2 separate regions of the Sus scrofa genome follow, and region 2 is linked to region 1. A link is a contact called in public Hi-C data. All regions are on one chromosome and are shown on one strand. The core of a region is the stretch at or near the end of the contact, and the rest is flanking DNA. Distances in the headings are between cores, read along the strand shown. Region 1 holds the start of LOC106509418 (40S ribosomal protein S4, X isoform-like). Region 2 holds the start of WEE1 (wee1-like protein kinase).

Region 1 (6,260 bases), core at 1,632-4,131:
CATCACTGACTCCTCTTTCAACTTCATGTTCAAACCATCATCAAATCCTGCTGGATCCATCCCCAGGCTATCTGTATCGCCTTTACCACTGCAGCCTCGGTCCAAAGTACTGTATCATCCCGGACTTCCCTTGTGGCTCACAACAAAGCACTGGATCATCTCTTGCCTGGATTAACAACCTCCAAAGGCTGACAGTCTGTTCTCCACAACTACCAAATTGATTCTTTTAAATGGTAAATTAAAGCATCTCATGCCTCTGGCCCAAATCCTCTAATGGCTCCATTATTCTCACAGAATATGGTCTCCTACAGGTACAATCCAACTTTCTGCTCACATCCTCTTTCATTCTTCCTAATCACTTCCATCACAGTGACCTCTCTCAACTGCCAAGCACGTGCCTCTGCCTCAGGACCTTTGCACTTGTGTTTCTTCTGCCTAGAAACTCATTACCGGATGTGCAAAAGGACTGCTCCTTCATATCTCTGCTCAAATGTTACTTTATCAAAAAAAAAAAAATCTGTCCTAATTACTCCCCCAAAAAAGAATACATCTGATCTCCCATAACTGACTTCATTTCTCTCTGTTGCACTTATAATTAATTTGACAATATTTATATACAATGCTGAATATTTAATATGTACATTTATGGAGTTCCCATCGTGGCTCAGCGGAAATGAATCTGACTAGCATCTATGAGGATGTAGGTTTGATCCCTGGCCTCGCTCAGTGGGTTAAGGATCCGGTATTGCTGTGAGCAAGTAGGTCGCAGACGTGGCTTGGATCTGGTGTTGCTGTGGCCAGCGGCTACAGCTCCTGATTCAACCCCTAGCCTGGGAACCTCCATATGTCGAGGGTACGGCCCTAAACACACACATACACACACACAAAAAGTATGTTTACTGTCTACTTCCTCTAACTAGAATATGAGTTCCATGGTAGCACTGGCTAGGGGTCCAATCAGAGCTGTAGCTGCCAGCCTACACCATAGCCATGGCAATGCCAGATCCCCAAGCCACGTCTGTGACCTACACCACAGCTCATGGCAACGCTGGATCCTTAACCACTGAGCAAGCCCAGGGATCGAACCCACAACCTCATGGTTCCTAGTGGGATTCGTTAACCACTGAGCCATGTTGGGAACTCCCAGACTTTGTTTTGTTTACTTCTCTATTCCTCAGTGATTGGACCAGTGCCTAGCATGTAATAGACATCCACTAAATATTTTCTGGATGAAGGAAGGAGAGAAGGAAGAAAAGAAGGAGGGAAAGATGATTTCTTTGGAGCTTACAGGTTCATCAAGACACGATAAAAAGGGCTGGAGAAAAAAGACCTCAGCATGAACTCTCTGAACAAAAGTTCACGGCATAACCACCCTGCCCCAATAACCTGAAACCCACAAAAACATACAACAAAGGGAGATGATGAAATGTACCTGTGGGGTGAAAAAGTATACAGCCATTAAAAACACTAATTATGAAGATAGTAAAATGTTAATGGTATGTTAAAGGAAAATAGTAGACTGTGAAACAGAGCAGCTCTCAATATGTAATTACTGTGTTGCCATAATCACGGCAATGCAAAATGTGTGCACATTAAGTGAGCCGACATTTAAAGCAAAACAAATTATTATTAGGCCTATTAGTGGGATTATGGGTGGTTTTGCGATCTTTTTTTTTTTTTTTTTTCCTTCACAATTAAAAAAAAACAAATCTTGTATACTTTTTTCCTTAAAAGGAACACGTGTTAACTCCCTGGGCACATTGCCTGAGGAAAATCCCAGCACAGTGAGGTCAGCACCCAAGTTCCCCCAGACACTCCTTTGCAAAGGCAGAGGGGTCCCAGGCCTGCCTGTGCAGAGGGCTGCCCCAGAGGCTGAAACCCAGTGGTAAGTGATGCATAGAGCGTTTGCATGACTAACTGGGGGAAAAAACCCACCAGAGAGATATTTCTATTTAAGCGAAGAGAAATGCAGAAGTAAATCTGCTTGAACCTAACTTGGCCTTAAAATGAAACCAACTGTGCCCCAAAGGGTTTTTTTTTGGGGGGTGGGGGGTAAGGGGCTTGTCTTAAGGAGAGTCAAGTCCAGGCTCTAATGACCAACTCTTCCATGGGGGAGTCCAGATTCATGGGTCTCTGGCCTCCTGTTAGTATCAGGACTTCTCAATCTAGAAACCCACCTGAATGTTAACTTTAGACCAGTTTTTCTTAATCAAACTAAGATTCCAAACAACGGGAATCATAAAAGCTAAGGAACTTACCACCAGAAAAAAAGGCACATCAGCCCCCCAAGTGGAAACAATTTCAAGGTTTTCATGGACCCCTAAGTCCTACTTGGCCCTGAACCCCTAGATTAAGAACCCCTGCTGGACCTGAATAAATACAATGCCTTACATACCAGATGGACAACGTGGATGCTGTTTTTCATCTGCTGACAGGTTTGTGATAAATAAATACAAACTAATTTAAAAGAAATACTAATTCAAAGACTTGTTGCTCTGTATATTCTCTAGAGAGGCGGCAAATGTCCTGCCGGTCCAGGAGCACGTGAAAAGGGGTCTTATGTCCCAGGGGTCCCCTATAACTGCAGCAAGGCTGTCCCCCAAGTGGCTACAAGGGAGTGGACCCTGCTGCCTCTCCCTCCGCCCCAGGGCCCATGCACTGGAGGGCGCAGGGCTCCGGACCGGGAAGCCCACCCCTGCTTTTCGGGGGGTTTTCTCACGGAAATGTTGCAACCGCTGCTTGGCTCACCTGTATTTACGTTTTATTCTCCAGTTATCGCCGGGTTTTCCGGACGTGGACTGTCAGCCCGTGACTAAAGAATAACCGGGGCGGGCCCGAGGGCGCGGCGAAGCCCTTGAGGTCTCTCAGGGTGAGCGCCCCTGGGTGGAGTTCCGAGGGGCCCGGGCGTAGGCGGCCGTCACCGCCGCGGCGAGCCGCGGAATGTCCTGCCTGTGAGCTCCCTCGCCTGGACGCGATGGAAGCCTGGCGGGGACCGGGGACCGCGCCGTCTTCCTGCCCGGGGGCGGGTGGGCGTAGTACCCGGCGCCGCGATGGCGGTGGCGCTGTCGGGTCGCGCTCTCAACCCGCCCCGGGCTCCGGCGGGGTGGCGCCAGGCTGGAGGCCGTGGGATTCCCGGACACCCTCCCCTTCCACAGTGGCTGGAGGATTGAAGCCGAGACAGTGGCGAGAGGGGCGCACAGCCCAGCCCATTCCCCATCCCTGACGACTCCAGGACGATCCCCTTCCCGGCTCCTTATTCATTCCCTGAGATGCTCAAAGACCTGATTTCCACTTTAACATCCAAATTTGGTGGGTTCTAGGAGGCCTGGGCTGGCTCAGTCCAGGGGCTGTTGACTCATATAACAACAGTATCTGGCACACAGTAGGTATGTGTGCATCTGTTGAATAAATAAAATATTTGAACTGTGTCTGCTTCAACAATACTTCAATAGTGAGCTTGTTAGGAGTGGGTACAGTCACTGATGTGCTGAGAAGGATGGGGGGACGGTCGGGGAAGTGGGGGATGGGGGGAATACGTGGGCCCAGCGAGCAGCTTCTGAGTGAGCTGGAAAGTCAGCGCCCAGAAACGACCAGGGCACAGTGCCTGGGTGCCGCCGAATTCCTCGCAGGAGGCCAGAACCACGAGTCATGGGCCATGGGTCACGTAATTGGAAAGAGAGACGCTAAAGGGAGAACCCGAAGGAGACTGTCTCCACGTGACAGCTACATAAAGGCTCAGCTCTACTGGGTACTAGAGACATGCGATCCCGGAAGCTGGAAGCCTCAGGAGACCTGGACAGAAGGAAGCCGGTCAAAAGGGTCCGAAATCCTCCTGCAAAGACAGAGCAACACATCCATTCCAGCTCTCTCCCTCGAATCCGGCCTAGTGTTAGGTAGCGAGCGCCCCTCCGCCCTGCCGCAAGCTTTCCTGGTCCTGTGAGACCACTGGCAGCCTGCAGGGGGCGAAATGTCTCTTTGTACTATTAGGGCTACGGCTGAAACCAGAGCCAAAAATAGAAGCTGAGGTCAACTGAAAGGAATGAAGCTGAATAAATATACGTATGCCCCTAAAATCCTGATGGGACACACAGTAAAGTAGTATTTCCAAACACAGGTTTAAGGTAGGATTACTTAGTAAGGAATGCTTGGATAAATGAATGAAAATTTGGAGGGAAAAATGTAAATTCCACTTATACATCAAAATAAACTCCATGTGGATTAAAATTCTACATATTTTAAAGAACAGTCATAGAAACACTATATTAATAAGTATAAGAGAGATTTATGGCTAAATGTCAACATTCGCAAAGCTTTGAAACAATAGAAGACACTGCAGAGGAAGACTAACATTCAAAAATGTAAAAACTGGACAAGATTTTAAGAAGGAAAATGCACCAAATAACAAGCAGAAAATACTTCAAACATATAAAAGCTTGTTTGAATACATAAAAACAAGCAAGAGGAGTTCCCTCAAGGCGCAGTGGGTTAAGAATCCAACTGCAGCAGCTTGGGTCTTTGTAGAGGTGTGGGTTCCATCGTTGGCCTGTGTGCTGTGGGTTAAAGGATCCCGGGCGTTGCCATGGTTGCTGCGTAAGTCACAGCTGTGGCTCAGATTCAGTCACTGGCCAGGGAATTTCCATATGTTGGGGGGTGGCCATAAAATTTTTTAAAATTTAAAATTAAAACAAGTAAGATGCTAACAGCTAAATAGACAAAGAAGTTAAGTATGCAACTCACAAGGAGAAAAAAATTAGTACATGAGTACATGGGGAAATGTTCATTGTCTCTTTCAATACTGAAACTTTTTAAAACAACCTTGAAAAATATTGAATCAGTATGTTGTACATCTGAAATTAATATACTAGTGTAAATCAATTATACTTTAATTAAAAAAAAAAAACCTTGACATAGCACCTCATGTCTACTAAAGTTGCAAAACTGTTTTTATTTATTTATTTTTTGTCTTTTTGCTATTTCCTGGGCCGCTCCTGTGGCATATGGAGGTTCCCAGGCTAGGAGTCGAATCGGAGCTGTAGCCACCAGCCTACACTAGAGCCACAGCAACGCGGGATCTGAGCCGCATCTGCAACCAACACCACAGCTCAGGGCAACGCCAGATCGTTAACCCACTGAGCAAGGGCAGGGACCGAACCCGCAACTTCATGGTTCCTAGTCGGATTTGTTAACCACTGCGCCACAACGGGAACTCCCAAAACCGTTTTAAAATTGTAGTGCATGACTGGGAATTTGGGGTTAATAGATGCAAACTATTGCCTTTGGAATGGATAAGCAATGGGATCCTGCTGTATAGCACTGGGTCACTTGTATGGTTACTTGTGATGTCTGGTCACTTGTGATGGAGCATGATAATATGAGAAAAGAGAATATGTACATGAATGTGTGGCTGGGTCACCTTGCTGTGCAATGGAAAACTGACAGAACACTGTAAGCCAGTTATAATGGAAAAAATAAAAATCATAAAAAATAAAATTGTAATGCATAAAGTTACCAAATCAATAAAATAATAGTCACTATTGCTTCATACAACTTTCCAACAGGAATATTATGATCTTCATTCCTTCCACAAATAGCTATTGAGTTTATTGTAATGGAGAGGAGCAGATAATAAACAGATATACACAGTACAAGATGCTAAAAGGAAAAATAAATAGAGCAGGAAGTGATGGGATGTGCTATTTACATTTGGTTAGTGTCTGCCTCTCTAATAAGAAAACATCTGAGCAGAGAGACATGAACAAATCTTGTTCATATCTGTGGGAGACTGCTCCAGTTTAGATGGAACAGAAAGTAAGGTGACCCTGAGGCAAAAGCATGTGGGGAGGGGAGTAACACTTGATTCCTTTTCTCCCATACCATAATATTTTGAATATTTTATTTTTTTATTTTTATTTTTTCGTCTTTTTGCCTTTTCTAGGACCGCTTCCCGTAGTATATGGAGGTTCCCAGACTAGGGGTCTAATCGGAGCTACAGCCGCCAGCCTACTCCAGAGCCACAGCAGCATGGGAACCAAGCTGCATCTGTGACCTACACCACAGCTCATGGCAATGCTGGATCCTTAACCCACTGAGCAAGGCCAGGGCCTGAACCTGCAACCTCATGGTTCCTAGTTGGATTCGTTAACCACTGCACCACGATGGGAACTCCAACATTTTGAATATTTTAAAAATGATTTATTTTATATATTAATACAATGATAAACTAAGCTAAAGTGATCTAGTCAAATGTATGCTATTTTTTT
Region 2 (5,659 bases), core at 2,399-4,898, 37 kb after region 1:
TCCTGGCCCTAGGATTCAGGAAAACTGAAACTCCCAATTTACTGTGAATTCATGGATGACACCAGAAATAAGAAACTTAAATTTGGCTCCAAAATCAAACTCTTTATATCTACAAGTCTAATAAGAACTAATGCACAAAATGGATCTGATTAAATCATTATAACTTCTCAAATGTTAGAGAATAAATTAAGTGCTTGACGACCTAAAACTTTAATATTTGTAACACCATACTGAACAAAAAAGCAAAAGACAAAAATATTTAACACATACTCGTCAACAGAGCCAGCCAATGGCTTTTTTGATCGCTTAATGGCATAAATGCATCCATCCAGCCTCTTCACACATTTAAAAACAGAACCAAATTCTCCAGAGCCAATCTTCTCTAGCTCATGAAATTCTGTTGTATACCGTGACTTCATATTGCTTTCAGTAATTGTAATTCTCTGTAATAAAAAATATATCCATGTGCACAAAAGCATGAAAATGATTTTTTTCACTGTGTGTGAAATTTAAAAATCATTGTATCTTGTTTTAATGCTTACTTAATATGCATATATGGTAGCTTGTTAAGAAGTAGAAAATCAAGTTTCAAAAACAATAAAAAGGAAAAAGCTATTTACTTTAGCAGGTCTGGTTTCATCTTCAAACTCATAATCACTGGCTTCCATGTCTTCACCACAGGAACTGAAAAATAATTATTTTTTCCATCAACCTATCTGATGAATATATCGACTAGAGATCCAAAACTATCTGATATAGTGAAATTAAATTTTAATAAATGAAAACAAAAGAAAGCATTTAATTCTGTAATCACAAGAATACAGCTCAGCTGATGTAAACGTTGTTCTTGCTAAGATACGCCAAGACCACTACACGTCAAAATTAAAGCCTTTCTAAGTCAACTCTCTGCCTGCCTCACTTTCACACCAGTAGATTTCTAGACTCTATCTAGGCTTTTTTATTCCTTTCTTTTCCACGTCACTCCTTTCCCACAGCTGATGACTTCCCACCATTCTCTCTTTAGAATCGCTGGTAGTAGAGAAGTGCATAAACTTCCAAGTCATTCAGTTGAAATTAAATTTTGATAAGTATACCAAACCAATCTTGGGTGGGTGAGGAACCAAACTGTTCAATAATAAATAACTTACTCGTTCCAGTATGTTCTCTTTCTTCTACGACACTGTCCTGAGGAATGAAGCAACACCGAATCTGGAGTAAAAGGATTAATATTCACTTGTGGAGTCTGTCGAACATCAAATTCCCTTTTTCCTGATTTTTCTGTATCCATGAATAGAGAACCACCACGGAGTTTAACAGAGTTGGAATCAATTCCTCGAGCTTTAGAGAGCAAACTCTAGGAGAGGAAAAAAAAATGTTTAGGACCCAAGTGCTACAGAGGCCTTCTCAACCTAACTTTCAAAACGCCTTTCACATGGCCGAATGTGTAGGTCAAAGCAACACACGAGCCTCTGTTATCTTTCAAGCAAAATAAACAGTGGTTAACTTAGGAGTTTGAAGCTCGATACTAACCACCTTTTCTGAAAAGGCCAAGTAAAATAGGTCTCTAACCCTAAAAAGAACATGAACGCAGACCAAAATTAAGTTCATTCTGGAGGCTAAAAGTTAACAAATCCTTTCAATCCATCTAAAAATGGAAAGCAGTCAGGGAGCCCCATAAAAGCTCCCCTCCCCCATCCAAGTAAGGCTTCGAGAGCCACCTCAATAGGACTCCTCCCCTCACTTCCAGAGGGATCTTGCCTTGGGCAAGTCGGCTAATAAACAGTAAGGCACAATAGCACACATCTTCCAGAGGTTTATGACTAACGGTACTGAAAGCTGACTCACTTAGGTACTTTTTCCACATCAATCTCATAAATGCCATACTTGTCTTAATTTCGGGAAGTGTCCGTTTTAAAACCTGCTGTTACTTTTACAGTTCTCACTTGTCAATAGCCAAACAGGTACTGAATACCTATTTCTTTAAGATACCTTATCGATCATAGGAAAGCCTGAGGGTCCAGGCAACAACACCAACGCTGGTTTTTAACAGTTGGATGTTCCTAATCAGGACACTTAGGGTAACCAAACTTGGGCAGTCCAAACTCGAGAGTATAAAGAAACGCTTACCCAATAAATATTCTGTCCGTAAGGAGGCTTAAAGGCTACCCTGAGTTATTTACGAGTCTTTAAGACTGTAAAGGCTTGAAAGCCAGCCTTTTCTCCCAAGTCGAAGTGCAGTCTCCCTCCGTATCTCAAACTTTCCCCCATAAGACCACCTGACACAAAACGATAAGCGCATGATTTTTTTTTTTTTTTCAACCGAACTCCTGCGTGCGCCGCCCAAATTACAGGACCGATCACTGCGTTTAAAAGGCACCAGATGGCTGCGGCGCTCGGGAGTGTCAGGTGGCCGGGCCAGCACCACTCGAGCATCCTTCCAAACCACGTTATCGGTGCTACACTCCCGGCTGCCGTGCTCGGGGCGGCCCCGACTGCGGGCGTTAAATCGTCAGCCACCTGGACGGCGCCGATCAGCCCTTTGAAAGATGAAGAAGTTCCAGACGAGGGCCATTGTTCAGTTACATAATCTTTAACGGACAACTGCTGGGCAGGGCCCCAAAGAGGGGCTGCCAACTTTTTTGTTGCGGCGCAGGAGAGAGAGCGGGGGTGCGGCCAGGCGGTTATGTAACTGAACCCGGGCAGCGCCGCGCTCGGCTCCCAGCGCCGCGGCCTTTTTAAAAGGCTGGGCCGGCAAGGGCTCGGGCTGCTCGGGCCGCCGCGTCCTCTCACCTTGGGGGTATGCGGCGTGTCGAAAAGCCGCAGCTTGCGGAAGGTCTTGTGCGGCGGGGTGCCCGGGTGGTCGGGCAGCGGCGAGCAGGGCCCCTCGGCCGCCCTGCGCGTCGCGCAGCCCCGCGGGGACGCATCCCCCGGGCCGCCACAGCGCACGGGCGAGAACGAGCTGCCCAGAAAGTAGGCGGCCGCCGGGGACTTGACCGGCGACGAAGAGCCGAAGCCCTCCTCCTCCCATGAGTCGCCCTCGGCCCCGCCGCCCGCCGCGTCGGCGCCGGAGCAGGCGCCCCGCAGCAGCAGGTCCTCCTCCAGCTCCCCGGGGCTGCCGGGGGCCGGGCCGGGCGAGCGGCGGCGCTCGGGCCCGGCCTCTGTGGGGCTCCGCGCAGGCGGCAGCGGCGAGTCGGGCTCCTGAAAGGCCGAGTCCTCCCCTGTGCTGTGGCCGCTGCCTTCTTCCTCCTCTTCTTCCTCCTCCTCCTCACAGTCGCTGCAGGGCGAGAAGATCAGTTTCTGCCGCAAGGTGCAGGAGGCCCCAGCGCGGCGGGGCGGCGGCGGCTGCTGCCGGCTCAGGAAGCTCATCGCGCCCCTAGGGCCGGGGCGAAGGACCGGAGAATCGGGGCCCGCGGAGTCCAGGACACTGCCGGCCCAGGGGGCGGGTCCGCCACGTGCGACTGGGCGCGCCTAGCGGCTTCGGCGGCGGGCCTGCGCGGCGGCGGCGGCGGCCTGCGGCTCCGGGACGCTCGGGACGGCGGATGGTGGGGGCGGCAGCGGCGCGAACTGTCCGGCAGCGGAGGGGCGGCCCGGGCGCCGAGGCTGGGGTCTCCGCAGGTCCAGCCACAGGTTCGGGCTCCGCGGCTTCCCGCGACCGTTAACCACGTGAGTGCCCAGCCCACCAATCCCCGCCCAGCTCAGGGTTTGAAAAAAATGGAGGGCGCGACGTACCCCGCGGGGGAGGGATCGGCTACGCGATTTTGGCGCGAACTCGCTGGCTCCGCCCACCCTGCTCGGCGCCCAGCCAGGCCTGGGCGGGCGTGGCGCCGCGGGCCTATGAGCGAGCGGGATCACTCGAGCCGCGGGTCCGGAGCCGCCCGGACCGGGCCAAGGTGGAGCCGAGGCCGCCCTCTGGGTGGGACCAAGGGTGAGGGCTTGGCTAGGCTGATCCCAGCGCGGCCCTGGACGCGTTCGCCGCCCGCAAGGCTTCCGCGAGTCTGGAATCGGACGGGCGGCGAGAGAGCGCCTCTGGGTCCCGGCAAGTCTGGGCGAGCGGGGGACTGCAGTGGCCCTCGGGCGCTGTCCCTGGATACCAACCTACTGCCCCGCGTCCCTTTGGTGCCGGCCCCTGAGGCAGTGTGGGCGTGGCTGTGGGAAGTCACGTTCCCGGGTCGAGGTCTCTCAGGACAGTTCTGAACTGTAAACAAATTGGTTAGGGGGACACCAAAGTCAGCAGGAAGGCGGACACTCGAGTTCTCCAGGCGAGGTCACCAGCTGCGGGGCAGCCTCTGAGCCTCAGCTTCCACCCCAGAGTGGCTGATAGGGTCCAGTGTGTCCATAGGGAGTTGAGCGCCCCCAGGCTGTGGTCCCCTCAGATGTCCCGGCTCCCGCAAATTGTCCACAGTAAATAAAGCCGCCCCAAGTTCGGCCGTAAGCACAAAACCGAGCGCCCACCACCAGGCCACGCTGTTTATATTTGTTTGCCAGCTCATGGGCAAGTGTTGGCAAAATAGAATGGCTCAGCTCGCTGCAAACTTCAAAGGGACTTGAGAAAATTTCTCTAGCACCACGTTAAATTGTGATTTACTCCATCCCTTACTGTCACACAGAGAAGATTCCAACAATCTTTTACTTGTCAATAACCCCATAAAGAATATTCTTCCTCCTTGCGTTTTTTTTTTTTTCCTGTGTTTTATTTTGCCGTTTTTATTCTTTAGGATTGCTGGGTCAAAGATATAAACTGCCACACCGCTCTTCAGAGAGAAAAAAATTACGTTCTCACTAGTATTGGCTTAGAATACACCCTTTGTGAATTCTGGACATCAGTGGATAACATTCGTTAACGTGGGTTTTTTTGTTTGTTTGTTTGTTTGTTTTTATGGCCACCACACCCACGGCATATGGAAGTTCAGGCGTCAAGGATTGAATCCCAGCCACAGCCAAGACAGTGGTGGCAAAGCTGATCCTTTAACCTACTGTGCCTGGTGGGGGATGGAACCTGCACCTCCTCCACAAGCAGAGCTGCTGAAGTCAGATTCTTCACCCACTGCGCCACTGCAGGACCTAATGTTTGTTAATGTAGTTTTGCTGTTTTGATTCATATCACTGGACGGTTTTCATGGGCCTAATAGCTGTTTACATTCATTTCTATGAATATTAACACGTGGACATATACATTATTCTAACACTTTTCAAAGGTAAAGTTCAAGCTGGATTTGTAATGGAAACACATTTTTTTTTCTCCCTTTTGGGCCACACCCTCAGCATTCTGGGCCAGGGATCAAACTGGGGCCACAGCAGCAACCCAAGCCGCTGCAGTGACAACGAGGGATTCTTAACCTGTCGTGCCGCAAGAGAGTTCTGGAAACACATTTTAGCACTTATCACATCGGGAATTCCCTGAGTTTATATAACTGAAGATGTAATGAAGGTTAAACAGCTGTCTCTCCAGTTAACGGATGTATAAATGTGTGGTCTTTTTTGTGTACTAATCCAAACTTAATTTTAAGCTCTTTGAAGACAGGAACTCTACCCTTTTGTATGTTTCAAGGAGAGGCATTCTCTGATCCATGCTGACCAAAGCCAAGGAGTGTTTTTTTTTTTCTTTTCTTTTTAGGGCCATACCCGCAGGATATGGAGGTTCCCAGGCCAGGGTTGAATT

The links. Hi-C and Micro-C count contacts between places; a contact is called where the count stands out from the background.
Region 2: a contact with region 1 is called in a Hi-C map of skeletal muscle, with 3 times the contacts expected there. The contact joins the promoter of WEE1 here to the promoter of LOC106509418 in region 1. A contact is called at or near these places in 7 of 47 Hi-C or Micro-C datasets (alveolar macrophages, embryonic fibroblasts, fetal heart ventricle and 3 more) and 2 of 2 datasets of contacts at active chromatin or transcription factors (alveolar macrophages and skeletal muscle).

Annotation. Positions count from the first base shown.
Region 1 is chr2:49,854,531-49,860,790 of Sscrofa11.1, forward strand. LOC106509418 (40S ribosomal protein S4, X isoform-like) reads right to left here and starts at 2,882. Exons shown (of 3, transcript XM_021083337.1): 1 at 2,749-2,882. LOC106509420 (a long non-coding RNA gene) reads left to right here and starts at 853. Exons shown (of 3, transcript XR_001306964.2): 1 at 853-1,885; 2 at 2,350-2,435; 3 at 2,773-4,019.
Region 2 is chr2:49,890,861-49,896,519 of Sscrofa11.1, forward strand. WEE1 (wee1-like protein kinase) reads right to left here and starts at 3,649. Exons shown (of 11, transcript XM_003122982.4): 1 at 2,791-3,649; 2 at 1,149-1,354; 3 at 621-684; 4 at 271-443. The coding sequence starts at 3,366.